Linked DNA regions of Triticum aestivum: region 1 is linked to region 2. The links are chromatin contacts, called in public Hi-C maps. All regions are on one chromosome and are shown on one strand. The core of a region is the stretch at or near the end of the contact, and the rest is flanking DNA. Distances in the headings are between cores, read along the strand shown.

What was found. Hi-C and Micro-C count contacts between places; a contact is called where the count stands out from the background.
Region 1: a Hi-C map of leaf shows a contact between it and region 2, with 7 times the contacts expected there. The contact joins the promoter of LOC123095719 here to the promoter of LOC123095717 in region 2. A contact is called at or near these places in 3 of 5 Hi-C or Micro-C datasets (all in leaf).

The regions. Positions count from the first base shown.
Region 1 is chr4D:12,253,862-12,258,604 of IWGSC CS RefSeq v2.1, reverse strand. It overlaps LOC123095719 (protein FLOURY ENDOSPERM 6, chloroplastic), which reads right to left and starts at 1,408. Exons shown (of 10, transcript XM_044517271.1): 1 at 471-1,408; 2 at 332-385; 3 at 124-242. The coding sequence starts at 1,012.
Region 2 is chr4D:11,977,741-11,982,497 of IWGSC CS RefSeq v2.1, reverse strand. LOC123095717 reads right to left here and starts at 2,218. Exons shown (of 2, transcript XM_044517268.1): 1 at 1,813-2,218. The coding sequence starts at 2,112. The coding sequence ends at 1,825. LOC123095716 (calcineurin-binding protein 1) reads right to left here. Exons shown (of 21, transcript XM_044517267.1): 17 at 4,670-4,757; 18 at 4,276-4,505; 19 at 3,551-4,199; 20 at 3,388-3,472; 21 at 2,772-3,300. The coding sequence ends at 3,065.

The DNA.
Region 1 (4,743 bases), core at 159-2,658, 280 kb before region 2:
GTTGCAAAAGTTGGTGTTACCTTATCAACAAACATATAACTGTTTGCAAAGAAGATGCTCATGCTGCACAACTGAAAACAACACATGTTTCGATAGAACGCGGAGAATCGAAAATGCGCGTACCGCCATTTTGACCTTGCCCTCCCGCTTGATTCTTGCTGCGTGGCGGTGGCCGCGCACGCTCCCTCTCTCTCCGCAGCCTGGCGAGCATTCCCTCCAGGCCTGCTCCAGACCCTGCCTCCCTGCAATCGATTACGGAGCAAGAAGCAAAATCAATAAGGAACCAACATATCAATCAAAATAACTCAAAAGAGATTTAGCAGGCACCCACTCTGTCTCCTCCGTCTCCGGCTGCCTCCCAGACCGCGTCGGTTCCTGCTGCTCCCTGCAACACTCGGAATTCAGCAAGTCGTCGCAGAGCAATCAACAGAGGGGTACATTACACATCACAGAGCGGCTCGGTTACCCACCTTACGGAATCCGCCGCCGAGTTTGGCGGTCGGCCAGAAGGACCCGCCTCGGGCGGGTAGTCAGGGTGCACGCCGGGGCCGGCCGACGACGCGGCCGGCCGCCGCGCGTCGTCGTCGGAGGACCAGGACCATCCGAGGGAGAGCCAGCCTCCGCTGGACTCGACGGCGGCGGCGAGGTCGGCGCGCCCCGCGGCGAGGAGCTCGGCGCGGGTGGGGAACGCGCCGGGCTTGTCGGAGCGGCGCATGAAGTCGTAGATCGCTTCCTCGACCTCCTCCTGGCCCCGAGGGTCGCGCTGCGGCGGCGCGGGCGCATTGGACGGGCGCGGGCGCGGGTCCGGGGCCGGGGCCGGGGCGGGCTGGCGGCGGTAGGGCTGCCGCGGCGGGGGCCTGTAGGCGGCGCAGACGCAGACGCGGCCGCGGCAGGGCTGCGGCCCGTAGGCGGGCGCCGCGAAGACGCGGTGGCGGCGAGGGGCGGGGGCGGGGGCGGGAGGCAGGGGTAGGGTTAGGGCTGGGAGGGACAGCGAGAGGAGGAAGGGGGGCATCGCCGTCGCATTTCTCTGCCGCTCCCCGAGCGGCGAGGGCGGGAGCTTTCCCGGAACCGGAGAGCGGAGGAGGGAGGGGGAAAACGAAAAAAAATAGAGCGACGCCAGCGCCGTCCACCACCACTAGTAGAGTAGAGCCAGCTCGTCACGTCCCTGTCGCGGCGAGCTCTCCGTGACCCGTTGCCGTGCCTGCGCCTGGCCCTCGGCGTATGGGTGTAGTATGTCGGCCTGGTCGACTGCCACGCTTACCCTGCGCTGCCGCTGCCGCCGCCGGTCGCCGTCGCCGCGCTCCGCTGCCCACAGATCATCGACGTCCGGGCCACGGAAGGGCGGACTTTAATAAGCTTTGCTTTTTGATTGATCGACGGATGGATGGATGGAAGCACGGCGTGACGAAAGATGGAAACGTCGAGGCGTGTCGTGTGAGAACCCTGGTGCGTTTTGCGCTTTTCTGGCCGACGGCTCTGCTTGTGAACTTCCCTCTACCTTTTTGTCTAGTACGGAGTATTTGCTAAACGCAGAGCTAAAAGAAGGGAAATCTTAACTGGCCGACGGCAGCCGGGGACGTTTTCCCAGCGAACTACGTTAGAACCGTTGGATTGTGGCGGCACGGATCTTAGCGCAAGTCGTATGCCGCGTCGGCGTCGACCGGCCATTCGTTCCGAGTGAGAACGACGCGAACGTGGGGCGCTGAAGTGCCCTCTCACCCCACCAGCTCGGTCGATTCCCCGTCCACACTCTCTCGTTCCCTTCCGCACCAGGTGGTTGGCGGTATAAGGCCGGAGGCGCCACCGGCGAGGCGCGGGAAGAGGTGTGCAACGCCGACGCTGTCCCCATCGAGGTCCTCAGTGGGCGGACTTTGTTGGGATCCGTCGAGGTGGTCGGCGGGTGACGATGTCCTGGATTAGGGGGTGCACACCACGTCGGCCCGCCATTCATGGGTCGGGCCGAGGACCTACCAACAACTGAAGAATGTCGTACTCAAGATGGTAATCCCCCGAAGACTTGGCGTGCACTTTAAGGCGTATTCAAATGATTGGCATGTCATCCCTAAGTTGTAGCCGACATACTTGTAAACCCTAATACCCCGGTGCCTATATAAGCCGAGGGGTTCAGTCTGTAGAGGCACGTTCAAGGTTTTAGATATTAGACCTCACACACCACACCACCAATCACAAGAAGCCGTGAAAAGCAAATACATGATCAGGTGAATGCTAACTTAAGTTTATCATTTGACCTTGAAACACATGGTCATGCCTTCACCTCCTTCGTTGTTGGTTGAACTTAGGTGCAACATCGAAGAAGACCAACAACATTTCAGTCCATTCCGAAAACACTGTTTTATGACGAAGAAACAGAGTTGCGAAGAAATAGGTTTGTCTGCTGAAAAAACAATGTTTAGGCGTTGGTGAAACAATGTTTTGCACAAGTTTGGATATCCCAACTTGCGAAAGGTTTCCATAACTCGAGTTTGCTGCTGAAGGAAACATTGTTCGACTCCAGTGAACAATGGTTGGTCGGGAACGGCCGACCACCTCCGACGAGAGATTCCTAGAAGCTACCGCATTAAGTCTCGAAGCCCGTTTAGTCACACTGAAGCTGGTTCTCTTTCATACCTGTCCAGGGGTTTGTCCCTATAATAAATAGGATAACTCTTCCCTTCGTTTGGGACTTTTGCCATTTCTATCAAATACCAAAGACATAGACTCCTAATGAGATTGGACAACTCTTGTTTCCCTTATTCTTGTGATTCCTTGAGAAGTCGCTCCTAATATGTGTTCCATGACTAGATCGTGTTGTGTGGGTTAGAGTTCATGGTTTTCCTTGTGGATTCCACCTATCCCGTGCTCCATGAGTTGAGCGTGGTTGCGTGGGGTAGTATTGCGGGTTGTGGATCGGCGAATGTTCGGATTGCAGGCTATGGTTAGCATCCTCCTCGTCCGGTTATAATCTCTCCTTTTCTGTTTGGCTGCTTGCAGCTAGTTATCCCCATCCATTCATTGATCCTACGTCGTGAAGATCGGACCGCCCTTTGTACGTGCTCTTTTCCGAAGACGGTGTCGCATCATCTAGTATTCGGAGCAAGGTTTACACGGTAGGATATGTATCCTTGTAGCTAGATCTATCCTTTTTAGTTTGGGTTTTCCCGTCCTAGAGTCCAAAGCCAGAAAAAGCCACACAAAACTCCATCCCTTTGTTTTTTTGAGCCGGAACCGTAGAACAATCGTTCTACGGTATTTTCTATATTAATAAATAAAACAATGTACAATTACAAAGGCTAAAAATCCAGGCCTTTGTTTGCTGAGATCTAGTTTTTAATTTCCGCTTTGTGTTTGCACCAAGTTCTATCTGAAGTTGTTGTCGTTTTCTTTGAGTCTTGTTGTTGGATCTATTGTGTTGCAGAAAAAAGAGGAAAAAGGAGAAAAGAGATAGAGAGAAAATGAGCAAAAAAGAAAGAAAAAAGAAAATAAAAAGAAGACAAAGTGTAGAGCAAGTGCGCAATCATATTCAGTTTGGTGAGAAATTTCAGAAGTTATATTCGCAAGTGTTGCAGCTCAAACGTGGTGCAAGGATTTACAATTTTTTCTTTTCATTAGGTTCACATCGATTGGATCTCAGCACTAGCCCTCCTCATTTTTACGCCACCAAGCTCTACCTAAAAACCATCAGCTCCTCTTCCCTTTCATTCGCTCCTCCACTCCTATTTTTCTACACCGCACAGCCGCCAAGTAATCATTATAATTTGGGTAAGCAAGAAGGTGACTTGAGTGTTTTTCCACACGTATTTTTTTTCTTTTTTCACTTGTTTTCGAGAGTTAACATGCCAAGATCCAACTGGAGTGTGCATGAGCATCAAAATGTGGAAGATAATTTTCCAAAGACTCGCGCAACGCTTGAAGAAAGTATAGTTGTCATGTTGCAGTGGGTGCTCGAAGGTCATCTTCCTATTGCAGGCAATGGGGATCAACACCAACACAGCCCCGCTGCCTCGCTAGTCACCGACAATCGACCTAGTCGTGGCAACAAGGATCGCCACAATGGTTGTGGAAGAGCTGCTGGTGGCCATGTTGATAGTGCCCCTGTTGGTGGTATTGAACGAAGGTCTGGTGACCTTGCTGCAACCCACGAGGGTGGGTTGCATGGAGGAGAATCTCGCGGGTGAGGCCATGGCCCCCATTGATTTGTCGCTGATCACCGGCAATGAGCTACACATGGTGGTGATGACATTTCCCATGAAGATCTCTCCGAGCATGGTGATGAAGATGAAGGCATGGGGGGCTATGAACCATACTCCCTGCCTCACCATGGTGTTGCTTTTTGTTCGAGATATGCCCTAGAGGCAATCATGTATGATGATATTTCCTATGTGTTTACAAATAAAGATAGTCATTGGACATTATCAATGATCTGTATCAGCAAGTGCGTGACTTGTTTGTGGGACTATCATAAAAGGTCCCTAGTCGAAAGGGGTTGTGTGGACGCGCAACCAACTAGAATAGCATATGACACGGTGGATGGCTCGGTCTCACTAGCCATGGAGCATTGGATGCTAGCTGGTATGGACTCGGAAGGATTTGGTCAGATTTGACATAGTCGGATACGAGTATAGACAAGGTCCGAGTTGGACAGACCTAACTATGAGATGCGATGATAGGTCATTTGTGAGTCACTAGTACAACATACGTTCTATGCCCTAAGACCCGAGCTGGCGCGCATACTCGGGATGGTGA
Region 2 (4,757 bases), core at 969-3,468:
TATTTCCAAGGGTGCAACCTTCTGTTATTTGATTGTGTGGCAGCCATACTTGAGCTAAGGGTACAGGAAAAAGAACTACAAAATTTTATGATTATGTAGCAGTCGAAACTCATAAGGCCCTCAGAATAGACATTTTCTTCTAATCAATGGAATTGCTTCTTCATAGTAAAACAAGGAGAGTAAGTTCAAAGCACAAACTAACTAATCATCAAAAAGTAAGGAAGATGGCAAACTAATCATCAAAAAGTGGGTGTTACATATCAGCAACTCAATTCTCAAATCCAGGATCCACCTAGAGTAATAAGTTGGTAAATAGAACTATCTCTTACTCCCACTGTTCCTTAATAAATGTGACTTAGATATCGACAGTTTCAATACACACATTTAGCCATACATTTCCAGACAACAAGTCCAAATACTTATGTCTATATTGGTCAGCGTTTTCAAAACTCTGATTGTGCGCATTCTAAAAGGGCATATACTTAAGAATGGAGGGAGTAAGTTGTATCATACGCAAAATTATGTGTCTTATGAGTTTATGTTTCCACTATAGACAGCACAATAGCTACCTGATGTTCAATTTTGAAATTTTGAACAATGCTAAACTTGCGAAGCAGGTCATCTAATATCGATGTAGTTAGAAGAGCATTAAGGTCTCAACTATTGCCACTCAGAGCTTATGGTATCAATACTAACAAAGCCTAATGGATCATGTATGAACTAGAACCTTGACAACCAGCAAGTTGCTAAATTCAAGTGAACATACTTATTTGTCACCCGCTTTGGTTAACAGAAGACCTAACCTCCGCAAAAAAAAGTGATCTAAGGTAACAGAATAATGTCAAGTACATAGATAGATAGATAGATAGATAGATAGATAGAATCAAGTACATAGATAAAGTGATCTAAAGTGATCTAAGCCAAGTACATAGATAGATAGAACCTACAAGTTTGAAGAAAGTATTATCTATCCATGATTCTCCAGAACAATGTCACCAACATTTGCATGATTACTCAAGAGTGCTCTAGTACACCCAGACTGTTAGAACATCTCAATGAGTGCAGTTTCCATGTGAGACAGAAATGATCCAGTAGCCCAGTCAGGCAATTGCATAACAAAAACGAATTAAGGCTGATGAATTCAACAAAATCAAAATAGCCCAACGAAAAGCGCACACTATCGCAAGGCGGCATACTTTGAATGTTCAAGCATGCATACCGGCCTTCTCACCACTCACGAAACAAACATTAAACAGGATGGGAGATCCAGACAGCAACACGAAACACACTATGTTAACAGAACGCCAGCGGCTGGGGAAACACAGAGCCCAACTCATCAAAACTTGAAACAAAATCCCACTAAAAGCTTCTCCAACCAGCGGACCAAAGTAATGTACTAGCATCTCAGCCCAATAAAACCCTCTCGTAGAAGTATTCTAACAATGTTTTCGGTAATATTCACAATGGATAACTGGTGGAGAAAAGGCGATTCAGTACAGCTTCGCAAAATCAACTAAATGGTAAGCCATATGAACTGCTCCGTCCTTCACCCAGCAGCACCCAAAATCTGGCATACTAATAACTTATACAATACAGTACCAAACTATGCAGCCCAAACTAAACATCACCTAGCTAGAGCCTAACCTACGGCCAAAGAACATCGAATTCTCCACGGATCCCCGCATTCGAATCCGCCTGCGCTATCAATCGAATCCCTAGGCAGGCGGAGACGACCGCGGGCACGGCAACATGGACGGCAGGAACAACAGGCGTGTACGTAGATCTGGCTGGAGGGGAGGGGAGGTGACGCACCGGATTCGGTTCTCAGGAGGAGGAGGGCGGGGCGGGGCCGGCGTGGCGGGCGAGGAGGTCGTCGTAGGGGTCGCGGCGGCCGGCGGCCTGGCTGATCTGGGGGTCCCAGGAGAGCTGGGAGTTGAAGCGGTCGAAGGTCCAGAAGCCGTAGGGGCGGAGCGGGAGCGCCCAGGCCGCCTTGGTGCGCTCGCACCGCTCCTTCATCCGGTAGACGTGCGCCCGCTGCGCCTCGTCGCGCTGCTCCGGGTCCTCCATCAGCCGCAGGATCAGGTTCTCCGCGAACTCCATGATGAATCCCATGGCGGCCGAGGCTCCTCTCGCTCGCTCTCTCTCTCTCTCTCTCTCTCTTTCTCTCGCGAGGGGGGTCGATCTGAGGAAATGTCTTCTTCCTCCGGCCCGGTCGGCGTCTCGTGGTTAGGGATGGTGGGTGGGTGGATGGCCGGCGGCGATGTCAACGTGGATTTGCAGATGATGACCGGCCCGGCCCAACAATTTTGGGCCGGACGGTGATATACCGAGCGGTCGGAAGCTAGCCTAGTCCGCTCATTTTCAGTTCTGTTTAACTGAAGAAAAAGTCCTCCTCAAAAAAAACCGAAGAAAAAATACCCCTAAAAAACCGAAGAAAAAGTACCCCTAAAAAACTGAATAATAAGTTTTTTTTCTCTGGAGACTGAAAAAAGTTTATGCTTGAAACGAAGAAAAAGTGAGAATCGTTTTTTGTGTGTGTGTTCTAGAAAAAAATGTACTAATCTGAGTGTTGGACGAGTTTAGGGTGCAAAATGTTTTTACAAGGGAAAATTTAGGGTTCAAAAATGTAGCATGTGCACGTCTTATATTGTGGTACGGAGGGAGTAGTTCTTAACACTGCCCTAGAAATTCAAGATGGTAGGATTAGATCCAAAAATGTAACATTGGTGGTCACAGGCTCACAGCTGTGGGGAAAAGTTGGCTAGAAAACAAGTCTGAAAAGTGGGGTAAGATGTTAAAAAAGTGTGGCGCATCACAACTCTGACTACAACCAAACACTCGCCCAACTTGTATGTCTAACATTTGGCAAAGTGTGGCTGCAAATCAAACATGTCTTAGTGCTACATTAGCTTGTACTATAAGGTTAGTTTGTACACCAGGAAAGACCTCAGGCCTACTTCTGCTACAACTGCAGTACATCATATTTCTGCTGGAAGGAAGAAGCCTTCAATCTAATCTCATGACCATCCGCGGAGCTCACATGGGTGTAGATAAGCATGTACATTCAAGCTGCACCGGCATTGCCTTGACCGCCATCCGGAGCACTTTCCATTGTCCTAGATGAGCTGCTGCGTGAGAGTTGGGATGCCACGGCGCTGGGTTTCTGTGCCTCGGTGGCAATCAGCGATGCGCTGCCCTCTGCTTCTTGGTGGAGAGGAACAGTGGCCGCAACTGGAGCAGAGGCATTTGCTTCTTGAGCTTCACTGGACACGGTTTGCGCACTCTTTTCTTTAGATGTAACTGTGAACAACAAACAACACATATCAAGGTAAAGAAGAGGGAAGGTAGCTATCCTATCGTCCAGATGTCAGGAGTTGCGTGGAATACCATGAGAAGAAACAGAGCTGTGCGGTGCTGGAGGCGTGACTTGTGACGAAGCTGCCGCCGTTAGGGTTCCTCTTTTATTTCTTGCCTGCAGAAGGAATGAAATGATGTGAAGGATGAAACGCTGCACAGCAAGTACTCCCGTGATAAGCAGTGCGGGACGTACCTTCATCTCATCGCAGTACTTCACGACGGCGGATATGTTGCAATATCGACCGTGAACTAATGTATATACCCACAGAAGGAGCTTCCTTGGGATGCTTAGGTCAAGGGTATCAACTATACCGGGGGCTTGCTGTAATAACCCTTCAACAGATGCCTGGGATGGGGTTACTGTGTAGAGATTAATACCTGAGGGAAATGTTCCACAAGAACTGTCCCGATAAAAGTTGGAAGTGCTCTTCATTACAGTAACTGCAGTCTCCATGTTATCTTCGGATGTCTGTCTGATCGGAATGTTTTTAATTCTAGCGAGTGTCTCAAACCAATTCATGTCAAGACCTTTGAATTGAGTAGGCCCATCAGGGGATGAGATAAGGAGCTCATCAGGTTGCAGATCAACGTACAATAGAAGGCCATTGGATAATGGAACAGGCTGATTGTCTGTGTCCATAGATTCAGGCAGCGGGGTGATTGAGGCCAATTTGATGAGTATACACCGGCACCATGACAGAGAAGCATGCTTACAGATCTTCGCAAAGTTGCTATTTGTCAATTTAGGTGTCTTGAAACGCTTTCTTATCTTCTCGTTTAGTGCTTCAAGAACATCTACTCGGACATCGCTTTCGAGCAAATGGATATATTGGTGGATATAGCTGCCATAAGGAAGCACTAATAAAACAACTATCTAGCTTAAAGAATAGTTTATTGCACTCTGATTGAGTTACTTACCCGTAAAGATTGCTTTCTGACAACTCTGGACTGTTCACCTCTGGTATGGTGCTTATATCAGCCAACATGTTTGCATGGTCCATGAATACGCCAAACATTTTCTCAAGTAGTTGCTCAGTAGAAACATCACCACAAACTCGACGGATCTCAGGATCACGGATCGCTGCTGTTAAAACTTGAAGATACTTCCCGAGACCGACAGGAACAATATCACCCAAACATAGAGCAAACTACAAAAGAGAACAAATAGGTATTCTATATCCAGAAAAAAGGTACTCCCTCTGTAAAGAAATATAGGAGCGTTTAGATCACTACTTTAGTGTTCTAAATGCTCTTATATTTCTTTACGGAGGGAGTATGTATTAACATCATTATACTGATAATTAGGAGGTACCCTCTTATCGGTTCGCAGGTATGTGTATGCCCTCTCAAGAGTCCACAAATCCATGTTCTTCTCCAACAGGTCCAAGTATAGTATCATA